2 separate regions of the Mus musculus genome follow, and region 2 is linked to region 1. A link is a contact called in public Hi-C data. All regions are on one chromosome and are shown on one strand. Each heading gives the region's core, a stretch centred on a gene start, on an enhancer-like site or on the middle of the called end of the contact. The rest is flanking DNA. Distances are from core to core; before and after follow the strand shown. Region 1 overlaps Pde4d (phosphodiesterase 4D, cAMP specific). Region 2 holds the start of Gapt (Grb2-binding adaptor, transmembrane).

The links. A called contact is a pair of places that touch in the nucleus more often than the background predicts.
Region 2: a Hi-C map of the N1E-115 cell line shows a contact between it and region 1, with 7 times the contacts expected there. The contact joins the promoter of Gapt here to the enhancer-like site in region 1. A contact is called at or near these places in 1 of 39 promoter capture datasets (the 3T3-L1 cell line), 11 of 484 Hi-C or Micro-C datasets (B cells, the N1E-115 cell line, adipose-derived mesenchymal stem cells and 6 more) and 3 of 115 datasets of contacts at active chromatin or transcription factors (astrocytes, bone marrow-derived macrophages and embryonic stem cells).

The regions. Positions count from the first base shown.
Region 1 is chr13:109,773,518-109,781,211 of GRCm38.p6, forward strand. All of the region lies in intron 7 of Pde4d (phosphodiesterase 4D, cAMP specific), which reads left to right. Among named protein-coding and RNA genes, the nearest start is that of Mir1904, 130 kb to the right of the region's middle. Within about 2 kb of position 2,779, at least 125 of the 459 cell types and tissues checked have an H3K27ac peak or open chromatin away from gene starts, as enhancers often do. A contact at or near this core is called in B cells, the N1E-115 cell line, bone marrow-derived macrophages and 2 more, where this site is marked.
Region 2 is chr13:110,353,661-110,361,354 of GRCm38.p6, forward strand. Gapt (Grb2-binding adaptor, transmembrane) reads right to left here and starts at 3,512. Exons shown (of 3, transcript NM_177713.3): 1 at 3,424-3,512; 2 at 1,279-1,343; 3 at 1-855. The coding sequence starts at 467. Gm41058 (a long non-coding RNA gene) reads left to right here and starts at 4,784. Exons shown (of 3, transcript XR_873950.2): 1 at 4,784-4,952.

The sequences.
Region 1 (7,694 bases), core at 1,529-4,028:
CCCCCAGTACCCATTTGGTGGAAATAGAACCAACTCTCATAAGTTGACTTCTGACTTCCACATGTATAAATGAATATATATATTCATTTAGAACTAGACCCAGGGCCCAGGAAATGAAGTTCATAAAGTGTTGTCACACAAGCAGAAGGACTCCAGTATTTGCATAAAACTCTGGGTGTGGCACGGAACACCTATGACCTTAGTGCCTGAGCAGTGCCTAAAATAGGGTGCTATTAGGGCTTACTGGCCTGCCAGCCTAGCTCAGTCAGGAAGCCCAGGGTCCCAGTGAGGGAGACCGTATCTAAAGCTATCAGATGGAGAATAGTTAACAGAGATACCAGACATTGATGTCTGGTGTCACATGCATATATATCTACACACTCACATGCATGCTTATACTAACACTCACACACACACAGGAAAAGTTCCCACAGATATTGGGGCGAAAATACAGCGGAAGTAAAGAACATAAAAAGAAAACGATCCCTATCCTATTAGTCCGTGTTCGATAGGAGAGTTGACCTCAACTGAACCCAAGCCAGAGGATGATCTCATTTTGCTGAACTTGCGACCAAATTGAGCTCATTTAATTGTTTCTTGAAACCTCAATTGATTCATTAAAATAATTGCCTGGAAAGAAAACCTATGATTTCTAAAATTACTACCAGAAGAAAATTAGCACATTCTCCAAGTTAGACCAATTTTTTGGTTCAAGTATCTTCTTTAAACCCCTGTCCATAATCTGAGGAAAGGGGGGGAGGAGGAGGAGGAAGAGGAGGAAGAGGAGGAAGGAGGAGGAAGGAGGAGGAGGAGGAAGGATGAGAAGGAAGAGGGGGAGGAGGAGGACGAGGAGGAGGAGGACGAGGAGGAGGAAGAGGAAGAGGAGGCCCTTACATGATTTTCAGTGAATATACTTTATGGAAAAATGAGCATGTATTGACCAATGTGCTGGCTGGCTCTATCTGTGGTCACCACATTGCAGATGATTCTGAAAAAAACGGATGTTTTCTTCCTTGAGAATTCCATCAAGTGTGTGTGGGGGGGTCACATTTTAATAACTATTAAGCTATTGGTTCTCTCTGTCTCATCTGCTTATGATGATGTCACAAGGTCCTGGCTTATTATGTGTACAGTCCACCACTTTGGGTCTTGATTGTCATCAAAAGAATAATAGTAGAAATTCCTCCCTACTAAAATGAATTCTCCAAGGAACAAATTGTTTGTTGTTGTTTTGTTTTGTTTTGTTTTGTTTTGTTTGTTTTGTTTCATTTCGCTTTATTTGTTTCTTTGTTTTCTGTTCTTGTTGTTTTGGTTTGTTTAGAAACTCAGATTCAGTATAAAGGGCGAAACAAAGATGGACGGGTGGAATGGGTCCCTCTTTTCTGTGCTACTTCCTGGGGGTGCTGAGGGCATATTTTGTGAGCACATGCATGGAGTTCTTAGTGAGCGCAACTCCATGGAACCCGAGACCCTTGCTCAGACACACAGTGCAGCCCTCTGGAGAGGAGCTTCCCCCACCCCCTTCGTGCACAATAGGCAAATCATAGTGGGGGGGGGGCGAGTAGAAGGCAATGTTCTTTTCTTCTCTGATGCTTTTGCCTTGAGGGTACTTGTATCTACCTTGTAGGTAGGGCGACCATCTCCCCCCCCCCCAAAAAAAAAACAATGTAGGATACTGGTGGAATGATTCGTGACCAACAAGCAATCTTGGTTTCTCCGTGGTCAGTGTACCTCCCCTCCCCCACAGCACTTTGCCGGTGCCCAAACCAAACTCAAGGGAGAGTCTATTCACTCAAGGTCACAGAACTGAAGCAGTCCCTGGGTTGTCTCTGCAATTTTTACATAACACTGAGAGGAAATCATTATCTGCTGGAATTAGGCAATTATGGTGAAGAAGGCCTCATTTGTACCTCTTACTAGTTTGTGACCTGGGGCTTATCTAGAATGGCAAACTAATTAGCTGTCATTAACTGCTTAGAGCAGCTGCGTTGTTACAGACCACTGTAGACAACACACACACACACACACACACACACACACACACACACACACACACACCACTGACGAAAGTCTCATTTACTTCCCAAGCTTTGCAAACCGAGGTGGGAACATGGGCAGGGAAAAGGCCTCTTTTCTCAGTAATCTAGAAAAACAAGTACGCTTGAAAAACCTAAAAGCTACCAACAAGAACAGTGATGATCCTGGTGTTGAGACTTGATACTTGACTGTCTGAGATTTGAGATACCCAGAAAAGATGACACATCGCTTGGGGCTCATCTATCCTTACGATCACGTCCTGGGAGGGGTGGAAAGGAGTTTTTGTCTATTTGTTTGTTTTGTTTTGTTGCAAAGCCAGTGGGGACACTTTCAGATAAAACCTGCAAGGGTGAACCCCAATTCTCTCCAGCTTTAATTTCTAACTAGAGAACAGAGATATGAGTACCTGCCACTCAGAACCGTTGCAAGAATGCAAGCAGATAAGTTACAGAAAGGGTAAAGGCCGGTCATCAGGTCATAAGTGGCTCCCCAAGTATTCCGTTGGGCAGTTCTGTCCCCTCGCTTCCCATTTGTTCCTAACCCCTGTTTTGGCACGGGAGAGTGGAGGTTACAGAGGATTGCGGTGGCCTTCTGTCATTTCTCACTCCGAACGTCTCGGGATGCTTTTGTTCCAGGCGGTAACACCCACACATTTTCAATGCTTCCTGTATCACGTATAACCTAGGTCCGGAGCCAGTTACTCGTAGCAGAAGCAAAGAGGATGTGGGGCCAGTAGAGGGCAGCAGAGAGGCAAAAATGCCCAAGCTCTGAGAGTGTGGGGACCAAGTCATGATGACGGGACAGAAAGTACTTTTGAACGTTCCTTTCATTTTAAACCAAGGTTAAGAAAGTTAACTGCAGTGCAGCCACCTCTCAGAACCTTGTCATCCTCAATATCACCTGCACTACGCTTCTTAAGTTTACTATTATCATCTTCTTTATGTAATCATATTCAATTGAGAATTTTCATGCAGCAACAAACCTCAAAGGAAATCTATTTGGATGTCTTTATTGGAAATGTGAGAAAAACCAAGGCTGCTGAGAGAAAACACTACTTTGTGGCTGAACTGGGAATAACTCCTCATCCTTGCTCTGAGCCCAAGCCTTAAACCCTGACCCCCAACCATAAACAAGCAAACACTAGATAGAATAGTAAGTTTAAAGAAATGTATGCTTACAAGACACCACAGGGAATATGAAAGAATGTTAATTTCTGAGTAGCAGGTAGCTTTAGACTATTATGGACTTAAAAATCACAAAAATGTCTTGGGCCAATATCTCACTGGAAATGCCTTCATATTTAGAGCTATTTGAATAACATCTAGTAGTGATTCTAGAGGTAGGGGGATAGCCAGCCTAAAACAATGGCTTTTGCTTTTGTCTCTAAGGTCTTATATCAAAACAACACACTCCCTCTGTCCCTGTAGAGGGGACAGGAAAAGTGACAGGCAGAAAGCCATGTACACAGAGTTCTGGTCCAGAAAAAACACTGGCCATTCCACTTAGAACTATTTTAACCTGGATGCTCTTGATCCCATCAAGAAAAGAATGTTTACTCTGAATAGAATTCTGTCAGTCAGGAAGCCCGAGGATTAAAAGTGAAGTATCCAAATGCTAGTTAGTCAAAACACAGCGGGAAGAAACTCGGTCTTCAGCTGTCATTGTTCTGAAGGATAAAGCAAAACTGAAGGTCTACTTGACAAGTTGTTAGCACAACCAACCCAAGGTATTTAAGAGAACAATGGTTTCTCTTAGGATGTGGGCCATTTGCTTAAGCACTTTCACCTTATTAAAGAAAAGGAGCCAAGTTGTAGGGTTTTTTTGTTTTTTTGTGTGATAGTAATGATACTAGTAATTATTTAGATCTTTTTTAGTCTCTGTGTCCCATGCATATACGTGATAAAAAGAGTAGGATATATTATTTATTAAAATATACTATATTATATATTCACATGTATTTAAAATAATATATGGTGGGGCTTCCTTCAAGAAATGAGATCCCTGTGTAAGAGCGTCTTGGGTGCTGAGGAGACAATGAACTGCAAAGTGCATAAGGATCACAGCAGAGCGAGCCATCTTCAGAGAAACCCCGCCCCCTCATCACTGGCTTTCTGGTATCACCTTTTAAATTGTCCTGTAGTAAGAGAAAATCTAGTGCCAAGGGACCTGTCACTCCAGAGGAGTGCTCAGTGGGCTCTTTCTGGGTGTGCCTGAAATGTTGCTGATGCTTCATGCTTAATAACTTTAATGAAAATTTAATAAAGATTACACATGCTCACGATTATAGACAGGCTGTTTGGTGGCCTTTGCTTATACATTTGATATATATATAATATACAATTATATATATATATATATATATATATATATATAATGAATGCCTAGGTATTCTGACTTTTTTTTAAAGCTAAAACAGTTAATTTATGCACCCTGCCTCCCTAATAAAAAGACTCCTAGTGAAAATGAGATTTGTCTGACGACATGTATGCATGGCTCTTTTATTAGCTGAAGTATTTAATAGACTAGTAAGAAGCCATTTTCTTCCTTGCTTGCTTCATAGCTTGCATTGCTGTCTCAGGCTTTTGTTTAGACAATTGAGTTATAAACACACACACACACACACACACTACCTGACTTTTTCACCAGGAATTGGTAGAACCTGTACTTGTACGTGGAATTACAACAGCAGAGACAAAGGACATGCCATAATCAATTCAACTGTGATTCGTCTGAGTCTGGTTTGGCTACTTTGTTAGTTGAAAGAATAGAATGCTGCTGAAGGTTCCTTTAGCTGGCAAAGCCAAAGGTCAAGTACAGCCCTGTTCAGTTCTGAGCTTAAGTTAGTGGTGAGCACAACGCTTCGTCTCCAGAATGTATTCGTTCTATGTTGGGATTGTTCATCTGGTCAATGGTCGTTTTCACTTTCTAGCCCTTGTGAATCGTGGGGAACACAGTAAAGCGTAACTGCTCGTTTCAAAGAACTCACAAGGCAGGAGGGAAAGCACAATGAGTGAGACTGAGATGCAGACAGTTCTGCCTGGGGAACTCTGGGCGTGGGGTGAGGGCTCTGGTTTGGGGGAGGGGCAGCAATCAACATATGTGAGCCCCTGGGCTTGCTATTAGCACTTCTAATGCATATGGTGGCTGGGCCTGGCTTTCATTGCTGCACTCAGAAAGAGGCAGGTGGATCTCCACAAAGACAACTTTGTCTACACTGGGAGAGTACCAGCCTAGTGAGACTTGGTCTAAAAAGAAAAAAGAAAAAGAAATGACGACAACAAAACAGGAAAGAATATGGTGTTCTCTGTAGGGGCGTTAGGGGAACATTACCTGAAACCAGAAATCAACAAGACTGAGATATGGAAGCATGACCGGGTAATAGGAGACAGAAAAGGACAGTTCAAAGTGTGTTAGCAACTCAGCTTGTGGCTGCAAAGGTAGATCGGATCTGCATGACCTTATTGGAGCTCCATATAAGCAGCATTGGTCTCATTGTGTGGGACATAGAAAATCCTCAGTAAGTTCTTTGGTTGGTCTTGTGTTGCTGGGATTGAAACCAGAGCCTTCTGCAAGCTGGCCATGAGCTTTACCACTGAGCTGAAACCTCACCCCCAATGCCATCAGTTGTTTTTGTTGTTGTTGTTGGTGGTGGTGGTGGTGGTTTTTTTCCTTAGATGTTTGTGTGGTTCTGAAGGCCAAACTCGGGGCTATCAATCGGTTTTCAATATGGGAACATACATGATAATGTTCTTGAGAATGACTGCTGGAAACGGTGTGGGCCATGTACATGAGAATGTCCCTTAACCTGTGGTGGTGGGTGGGCAACAGAGATGCTGCAATAGATCATAGCGGTGTTCAGAGGAAGCCATTTAAAAGAACGAAGTCACATAGAAGGAAACATTGTAAGTATGTAGATGTTATAAAGCATCCCAAACATTAAATAACATTGAAATTCTCATTAGAAAAAGGTTTTCTTTTTGTTTGTTTGTTTGTATTTATTTTTTTAACAATTTATGTGAAAAAGATAAAAGTATAGAAACACTTTTTTGTTGTTGCTGTTTTTTTTTTTTGGTTTTGTTTTGTTTTGTTTTTCTGAGATAGGGTTTCTCTGTGTAGCCCTGGCTGTCCTGGAACAAACTCTGTAGACCAGGCTGTCCTAGAACTCAGAAATCCTCCTGCCTCTGCCTTCCAAGTGCTGGGATTAAAGTGGTGTGCCACCACTGCCCAGCAGAAAAACTCTTTGATTCCAAATGGCATTTTATACACATGTATGTGATTGAAGGTATTGTTGGATGTTAATAAGGGACTGCTAGGCACAGATAGAACTCCACAACACACAATCTAATGACAAAGTTCATTGTTTCTCGGGCCTCAGATAGCAGTTTCTCCTTACCTAGCAATGATCCTTCAGCGATGCTGCCCATTTTGTTCAGTATCAGAATGCTATGAGCAGGCATTATCTGTATTTTCCCATCCTATTTCCGGTGGATGGAAGCCCTCTGCTGGTTATTGATCCCATAGCAAGACCATGCTCTTTTTCAACTGAGTGGGGAAAGCTACATACTATGGTAACATATAGGTTTTCAATGCCTACTTCTCATTGTATCATTGTGTTACAAAAAACAGTCAAAATTCCCCTATGGGCCTAAGTCAAGGAATTCACCACAATTATTGTTGGGCATTTCTGAACCAAATCCTTGAGATTGTGTTCAGAGTCTTATGACCAACAAAAAGTCACAGATAGAACACTTGATATTCCAAACAGTAGGTGAGAGTACTGCCCAGGTACAGTATTACCATTGTAACTGATAAGTAGTTGCCAATTCTTGTCTTTTTGGAAAATGCATAGAATGGCACCCCTCCTCCCCCACATCACAGTGGAATCTATACACTAGATAATATGTATGCAGTGCTAGGGGGTCAGAGATACAAGTTGACATTATTATCTGACAACTTCGTCACCATGTTCGTCATCCTCAGGGCCGTCATTTCTGATATCTCTCAAAATATATACAAGGTTTTACTTAGCCCAGCTTGCTCCAGTTTGGAGAGAGAATGGAGCGCCATCCTGTGCATGTTTGTGTCTGAGGTAGGAGTGAATTTGGGAAATATTATGTTTAGTAACTGTATTCGTTTTTGTCTCCACAAACACTGTACAAAGACTTCTTTTCAAAAACCCAAAGGAAAAGAATAACAAAAGCTGCATTCCTCAGCCACTCCTTCCACTCTCTAAGTGTTTCCCACCCATTGGAAAATTGAGAACTTTTCTAAGCATACTGGGAAATGCAAAGATTGTGTGAGGCAAAAGACTTAAGGTTCCTCTGGAGCTAATTTCCCAAGTCAGACTGTTTAAACGTTACCCTGAGTTACTTAGCTCTCAATAGAGGGACAGTTTCTTCACGGTTCCCTGTCCTTCTAGCTCAAGAATTGCTTTAATATCAATAAGAATACATAATCAATACTGACATTGAGAAATGTTAACATTTGCCAATTAAACACTGTATTTATGCGACTTAATCCCCACCTCAAGGAGGCAGAGGCAGGTAGGTCTCTGTGAGTTCAACATTAACCTTGTCTACATAGTGACTTCCAGGCCAGCCAGAGCTACAGAGTAAGGTCTCAGAGGAAACAAAAGCAAAACAACAGTGTAGCGATGC
Region 2 (7,694 bases), core at 2,262-4,761, 580 kb after region 1:
CAATCTGGAAGGATGTATATATCGTCATCTTGAGGCGGAGGAGGGCTAGGTTTCTGGAAGTTATAATAGAGGGGGTCCGTTTGATTCCCGTAGACGTGTTCCTCGAGATTAGACGGCTGCGTGTTTTCATACAGGGCCTTCTCAGTTGTCCCTTCAGTGCAGGGAGGGCACACTTCCACATTTTCATAGTTGCCATGCATCTTGTTTCTCTTGGCAGTAGACTTGTGGCCTTTGCTTTCCACCGAGGCTTTCATGCTTGGGCTAATCACGTAGGCACTCGAGCTGACGGTTTTTGTGACGTCTTTCTGCCTGCTGCTTCTCCTTTGCATAAACTTCGGTAGGGTAAACGGTGTGCTTTCCCTGCGATTCCAGTGCCAAGCACATCCAATCCCACAGAGCAGCAAGAGGACTAGGAGGGAAACGCCTACAGCCACAGCCACCGGAGAACTCTCAAAGCATTCCAGCATTTCTGCACAGTTGCTGTTCCGTGGTTTGGTGTGGTTAATCAATTCACAGGCACAAGCAGAGGCAGTTTCTGGTCGCCCGTGGTGGCTGCGGTTCAAAACCGAGGTGGAAGGCTCCTGCAGGCATTTCTCTTCCAGATCTCAAAGGACATTACTGGCAAAGTCCCGATGCAACTGGACGACGTGAGACTGAACAAATTCAGTCTCTGAAGGTGACCGATTACTGTATCACCATCCCTGTACACTGGAGCTGAATTGGAGGGAGGGGGGTGGATTTTTAGTCCTCTCCACTTCCTTTACCCTTGGTGGATCACAAAATGAAGCCGAGGTGAGCAGAGAATTACAGCACAGCAGAAACCTCAAGAAAAGGGAGGTGCCGTCCAGAAACCTGCTATAAATTAAAAATATATTAACTGTATTCTTAGTACCTCATGAGATTATAAATTTACCACATCTATCAAATGTGTTAGACGTCCGTATTGTCAGTTCTTGCTTTTGATATTGAATATAGCACGAGCTGTTTTGAAACGAGAGTGAGGAATCTACCCCTGCCCAAGCATAGTTGTTTATATTAGTCGATGACTTTTAAGCAAAATGTAAGGTTCTCCCAGCATTGGGAGGAACAGGATAAAACTATCCATGTGTGCTCTGTCCATTGCTTCCTGCCTCTCTGCGAAGCCTGGCCATCCTCCTTTGGAGTGGACAGAGGCTGTGTTGACTCCCTAGTTACTCCTCCCTCTAGAGTCTTAAAATAATTAGCTCATTCTCTAGCAGAGAGTGGTACCCTAAATGTAAGGAAATTCTTCCCTCCTACCTGGTCTCAAGAGCAGCAGGACTCAGCTCTTTTCATCTTTAGATTCCTAGAGCAAATTCGAACACCTAGTACAGAAAATGAACCCAGTCACTATTTATTTGAATAAAAGAGAGCATTTTTTAAGTGACTCCCAAATTCAGCCACTCAATTCAGCTTAACTGACACTTTAAGAGGGAAGATTTTAAAGGGTGTATAGATTATTCTGAAGTTTATTTAAGAGATCTTTTAAAAGTGAAGTAACATATCTTTGTAAACACTTTTAATCACAAATGCAACAAATGATTTTCACTTAGTTGAGGTGATGTTTGAAGTGTTCCCTTGAACCTTTAAAGTATCAAGGAAGGTGACACAAAGTATTCCATCAGACAGAATTTTCTACTGCGATTATATCCACCAAGTATTCTTATTATATGTTTCAAGTGAGACACAGGAATAGTGACAGCCCATATGTTCAATATGTTTAACAGTGACTATAATACTTCTTACCATTGTCTACTGAGCATCACCAACAATCATATTTAATTAGGGGCATATCTTAAATCAGATTTCAGTCACTTTCCTGTAGATTGTCACACTTAACCCTAGAGCATTCATGTGGGATGCTATTGCTATCCTCACCTTACAGAAGATGAAATGGAGGATTCTAGATAATAACTCCCTAGCAACGAGTAAGCTGTATTTATCTCCTAGACACTGGCACTGGGACTAAGCACAGGAGATCTAGTACACTAAATATCTGCTAATAGACAGAGGGATTCATTCCTAGCCATACTAACAACAATGAACAGCAAGGAAAAACCCACAAAGCAGTTCCCTGCCCTCAGTGAGGGCACATTTCTAATGCCGACCTCTTAGAAATCTGTTCAAGGTCAGATTATACCAAGGCAAAAAGGTTCAGTTTTGCATTTTATATGAACAAATGGAGCATAGCGTGTAGCTTGCTTATAATAAACTCTCTTTGATAACTATTTAGGGACAAACACCTCCAATCCATATATCTCTCAAATTCCTTGGGGTCCTGGAGGGTTGTTGATACAGCATGGCTGAGCATAGAATTATCTAGTCACCATGTAGTGTTAACAGTCTGAGCTGTTCATAAGGGCTCGTGCCTGTGCAATCCTGGTACAGGGAAGCCGAGGCTAGATGGGATACAGAATGACACCCTGTGTCAAAACCAGCACATTTTATTGTCTACAGTTAAAATGATAAAGATAGCATACAGAATGGTGGTAGTCAGTAAGCGTAAGCAATTATGAGCAAGACGTAATGATGTAGGCATGAAAAGTCATAACAAAGTACACTATCATATCTACCAGCTTAAAATTAATAGAGCTATAGATGATGAAGTCCTCTCACTCTTACAAGGGCAGACATGATACAAAGGCTACATACAGATATTTGCCTAATGATTTCTATAAATAAAAGCCTCGTTTCCTTTATGGGCAAATGAGAATGGATCTTAATATGTTGTAGCATAAATAATTGCACACACCCTATCCAGAATGTGTGAGATGCATTTCCAGAGGAAATTTCACTGAATCTGTTTTCGAATGTGCTAGGCCTCCAAGAGAACAGAATGGGACTTTCTGCATGATTGGCTGCTGTCCCCTGGGCAGGGTCAGAGAAGCAAAAGGCTCCCTCTTTGTTTCTGAAAGAATTTATCTTAGTTCTATGCAGAGCAGACATCGTTTAGTATAAAAATCACAACAGTAATGAAATGCCCTAGTATAACGCCTACATGAGACTTGCTCTGCCCAGCTTGGAAGCTCTTCTCACTTTGGAAAGCAACAGTTTCTGCAAACTAACCAAAAATTATTCACTTGTCTTCAGATCACAAGTTCTTCCTAGAGTAGACCTTGCAAAGCAGACAGCACACTTCCTTCAGGTAGAATGGCAGGCACAGGAAAGGGCTGATTAGTGTAGCATGGTCCAACCTCACCAGCAACGTGCAAATTGTTTTCTCCACTATGACTGAGCCCGAATCATCCATTAACACACACACACACACACACACACACACACACACACACACACACACACCACCACCACCACCACCACCACCATCACCACCACCACCACCACCAAACAAGTTGTTTTGAAGTAACAAAATGTCACTACTTGGTTACACATGAATCCATTTCTTACCTTTTTCCATTACCCAAAAACTTTCCATCAGTTGGACTCACATGAAGCCTGGGAGTGTCCAACTCTGTCTGTCACTTTTCATCAAACTTTCTTCAGCTGAGAATGGTTCCTCTTTTCATTCTGGTCACTTACTTCCTTCTTTGGCTCCTCCTCCCTTCAGTGTATTTAATACTTGCAAAGTTTCCTGGTTCGTGAGGAAGTTGCCGTCAGATACTGCAGAATTATAAATGACCCTCCCTCTTTGTAGGTGGAACTTTTTGAAGTGTATATTTCATTAATATGTCAAACCTAGATGATTTTTCTTTTTTGAACAATTTTACCATGTTCACTTTAGAATCAATCATGTAGTTTGTTTTCTTCAAAGAGGTTTTAAAACTCATAATAACATAGGCCTTGAGTATTTTTGTTTCTTTGCTTTGTGATTGGTGGAACAATCCATATTTAAATATGAAGCTACAATGCACAACCCTAAAATTAAATATCTGCTGAACTAGTGCCCGTATGTTGGTTCAGAATGTGTTTATTATGTTGTTGTAATTGTTATTGATACCATCATCACCATCACATTCATTAAATAAAGGTTTCCCAAAGAACGTCCTGAGGCATACTACTCTGGTATACTATTTGACTGATTTTCATGAGGTAAACTTGTCAAGTATCTTTTATTAGGAGACTCACTAGCACATAGGGATGTTACAGATTGGCAGAAATCTGATAGAAAGCAAACTAAATCCAGCAAGAAAGAAAAAAAATGCTTTATTTTGTTAAGTAAGAGTAGTTAGTTCATTCCTAACACTAGGTATCATAAGCCTTTAGTGTAATACCCAAGAAATTCTTAGAGGAGAAATGCCACCATTAATCTTAGTTTATAGGCAGAAGCACAGCGGTAGAATGTCTACTCCCCAGAGACATGGACCCAGCGCTGTGAGAAGAACCACTGTTCGTCATGTAATGGACTGCCTGTCAAGCTTCCACATAGAATCTTTCTGTCTTATCATCTCTAAGAGCCAGCCCCATGGAAGGGGGCGGTGGGGAGAACTGCTGAATCGAACAGATACTAAGTGAGTTAGATAGATGATGTAGAAATAGTCACGGAAATATTGCCTTTTAGACTGTGTCAGAACTCCTTTGATCAAATAGGATTAACCTTGTATAAACTGGTTTAAAAGAAGAGGGAGGCCAGGGATATAGATTAGAGGCGTGTGTAAGGTTCTAAATTAAATTGCCAGAGCTACGGGGATGGAGCAGTGAATACACGCCCTGAAGCTCCTGAGACCCAAAGAAGGAGAAGCCACTGGGCCCACACAACATTTAAGACCTTAGAAGGAAGGCAAAGAAATATACAGTTCTAGAGAACAACAAAGAGCAGGAAGACAGATGCACGGCTCTCAGTGGACAGGAAATGAAAGCCTGAAACCAAGTTAGTGGGCATGAGAAGAGTTTACTAAGGCAAGAGTAATCCGGTGGGGCAGGGAAGCTGGGAGAGCAGCAAGTGAGCCACTTTTCCTGATGCACTTAAATGCAGTAAGGTATGAGCTGACCTCTCTCTCTCTCTCTCTCTCACTCTCTCTCTCTCTCTCTCTCTCTCTCTCTCTCTCACACACACACACACACACACACACACACACACACACACATGCACATGCACGGGCACACACTCACACATGCCCACATAAATATGCACATGTGCGTGCATAGATGCACATACAAACAGATGAACACACATTTGTGTGAATGTATATAGTCTCCTCTAAAAGTGCAACTAAGGCAAACTAACTAACTCCTCTTGAAATGTATTAAGGACTAAGAAATCAGAGGGCAGTTACCTGGCTCTTACCTCAAATAGGAACCTTTTTTAAGTAGCAGAATTTATCTTCAAGATTATGGAGGAAACAATGTTTCTGTTAAAAATTGAGTTGTTATGTAACTATTGTTTTTATGGCTTAGGTGCAGTTTTAAACTGTGTTTTCTTAACTCCCAGTCTTTAGTGTAGCAAGATACCCCTTGCTTTTCTTCCCAACCTCTTTTCTTTTAACCACAACAGCTGCATCTAAGCTTATTTTGGTCATTTTCATTTCCTGCTTCCTTCCTTCCTTCCTTCCTTCCTTCCTTCCTTCCTTCCTTCCTTCCTTCCTTTCTTTCTCTCTCTCTCTCTCTCTCTCCCTCTCTCTCTCCCTCCCTCCCTCCCTCCCTCCCTCCCTCCCTCCCTCTCTCTCTCTCTCTCTCTCTCTCTCTCTTTCTTTCTTTCTTTCTTTCCTTTTTGCCATCCTATGGTTTGGGTAGTCTAAAACTTGGGACGTAATTTATTGATCTTCACTATAATCTAGACTGGACAATTATTCAAGTACATTTCTCCCATATAGATTGATGGTAGCAATTTTCTTTATATCAAATATTGATTTCTTTTAACAGTGGGATTTTTTAAATGCTTGAACTGAGTAGGCAGGGGCACATAATTATGTATGTAAATTTTGAATATTTGTCATATTCATGAAATTGTCCTTGACATTCCATAAAGGGTTCGAAAGCTTCATGTTATTTGCTACAGATAGTCCAGGAATCTATGTCTTGAAATAAAGCATTACATGGTCTGGTAAAGGTAGCATACTTAGCCAGCAAATTACTTTTTGTATATAGGCTTATGTGGTTAATCCACAAAGTAATCAGATTGTTAATACCAGATTGCTAATACAGTCTTCTAATCAGTAAAATTTTACCACGCGTGTGGAAAAAGTCATGAAAAAATTAAAGTGAAGAAGCGTGTAAGTGAAGCTGGGAGGAAAAGGCATGGATGGATTGAAGCCAAACAAACCCATGCCAGTAACAACAGGCAAAATTAAAATGGACGATTCTCTGCACGTACAGGACAGGTTTCACTGGAAGATAGTTTTTGGTGTGGGAATGTCTTCAAATCTGAAAGTCTGTCAGAATCACTGATGGAGGTTTCAAGAGTGAATTCCTAGGATTCCGACGAGGCTGCTCCATTACACCTGGAGTACTCATTGTTATCTGCAGATAAGAGCAATATTGAAGTACCTCATGGGCATGGGAACTGGGAGAGCAATATCTTACAGAGTGTTTAGTCAGAGGTTTCTTTAAAATTATCTTATACTTTTCTGTCGTGTTTGGCATTGCTTCCATTACTATGTACCGCCTGTGTACCAAACAAAAACAAACAAACAAACAAATAAACACATGGTTATTACTGATTTAATACCACCCCCCATCTGAATGAGGCACAGACCTGTGTACTTTAGACTCCAGCTCAGGAAGTAGAAACTTGTGGCTGCTCACGTGCAGGTTGTGCAGACACAAAGGGTCAACTGCATTTATTTAGTCTGGGCCTTTTTCTACTTTTCCATTCTCTACCACAGCCTTTCCAAGCATCATTTTACATGAATTAAAGAATTACAGATGCTTCTCCTAACTGGCGGCTGCATTCCACATCCTTGGAAATATTAAGGAGAATTTCTTTAGGACAAGCTTGTAAATGGAAGCTTTGAATCCCTGAGTATGAACACTTGTAGTCCTACTGAATCCCAAATGGCTGCTACTATGGCATATATACCATTTATACACAGAGCCTAGCAATACATGAGAGATCCCTCTTTTTTCTCCCCATTGCCAGTATTTGATATGTTGACAATTTTAACTACTTACATAGATCACAAATGAAAGCCGCCATGTTGTTTGTTGGTTTGATTTTACTACCATGGAGCTGAGAACAATTGCTCTCCTTGAGGTGTTTCCCCCTTTGGTGCAGGATATGTTGTGGGAAAGAGGTGGGGTAGAGCATTCCCACCCTTCTATAATCTTTCTAAAAAATCTAATCTGAAATTCCTTAACTTGTATATGGAAGTTTCAATTTGTTAAATTATTTCAATTTTGGGGGGTTTTTCTTGGGGGGGCAGGAATTGTAGAAATCTAACCTGATATAAACACCTAGCCACAGAAATTACAGATGATAAATTAAGTTCAAAGGACCCTGAAGAATGAGCGTTGGGGGGTGTTTCTATGCTAATAGACAACTAAAAGCTGTGGAATCTGCCACTCACTCAGACTTAAAGGCACACGGTATTTTGGTTTTGTAGACTTACAAATGCTAGACTATGTCCCACAGCTAAGAAGGAAGACAAATAAAAACCCAATGAAGTAAAAGGCACAAATTCTACTCCTAGTCGTATGCTCTAGAGTGGACAATGTTACTTCCTCATATAGCAGTTGTAGTCATAATGCCTCAAGATAGCAACAGTCTATAAGTCCAACAGCAG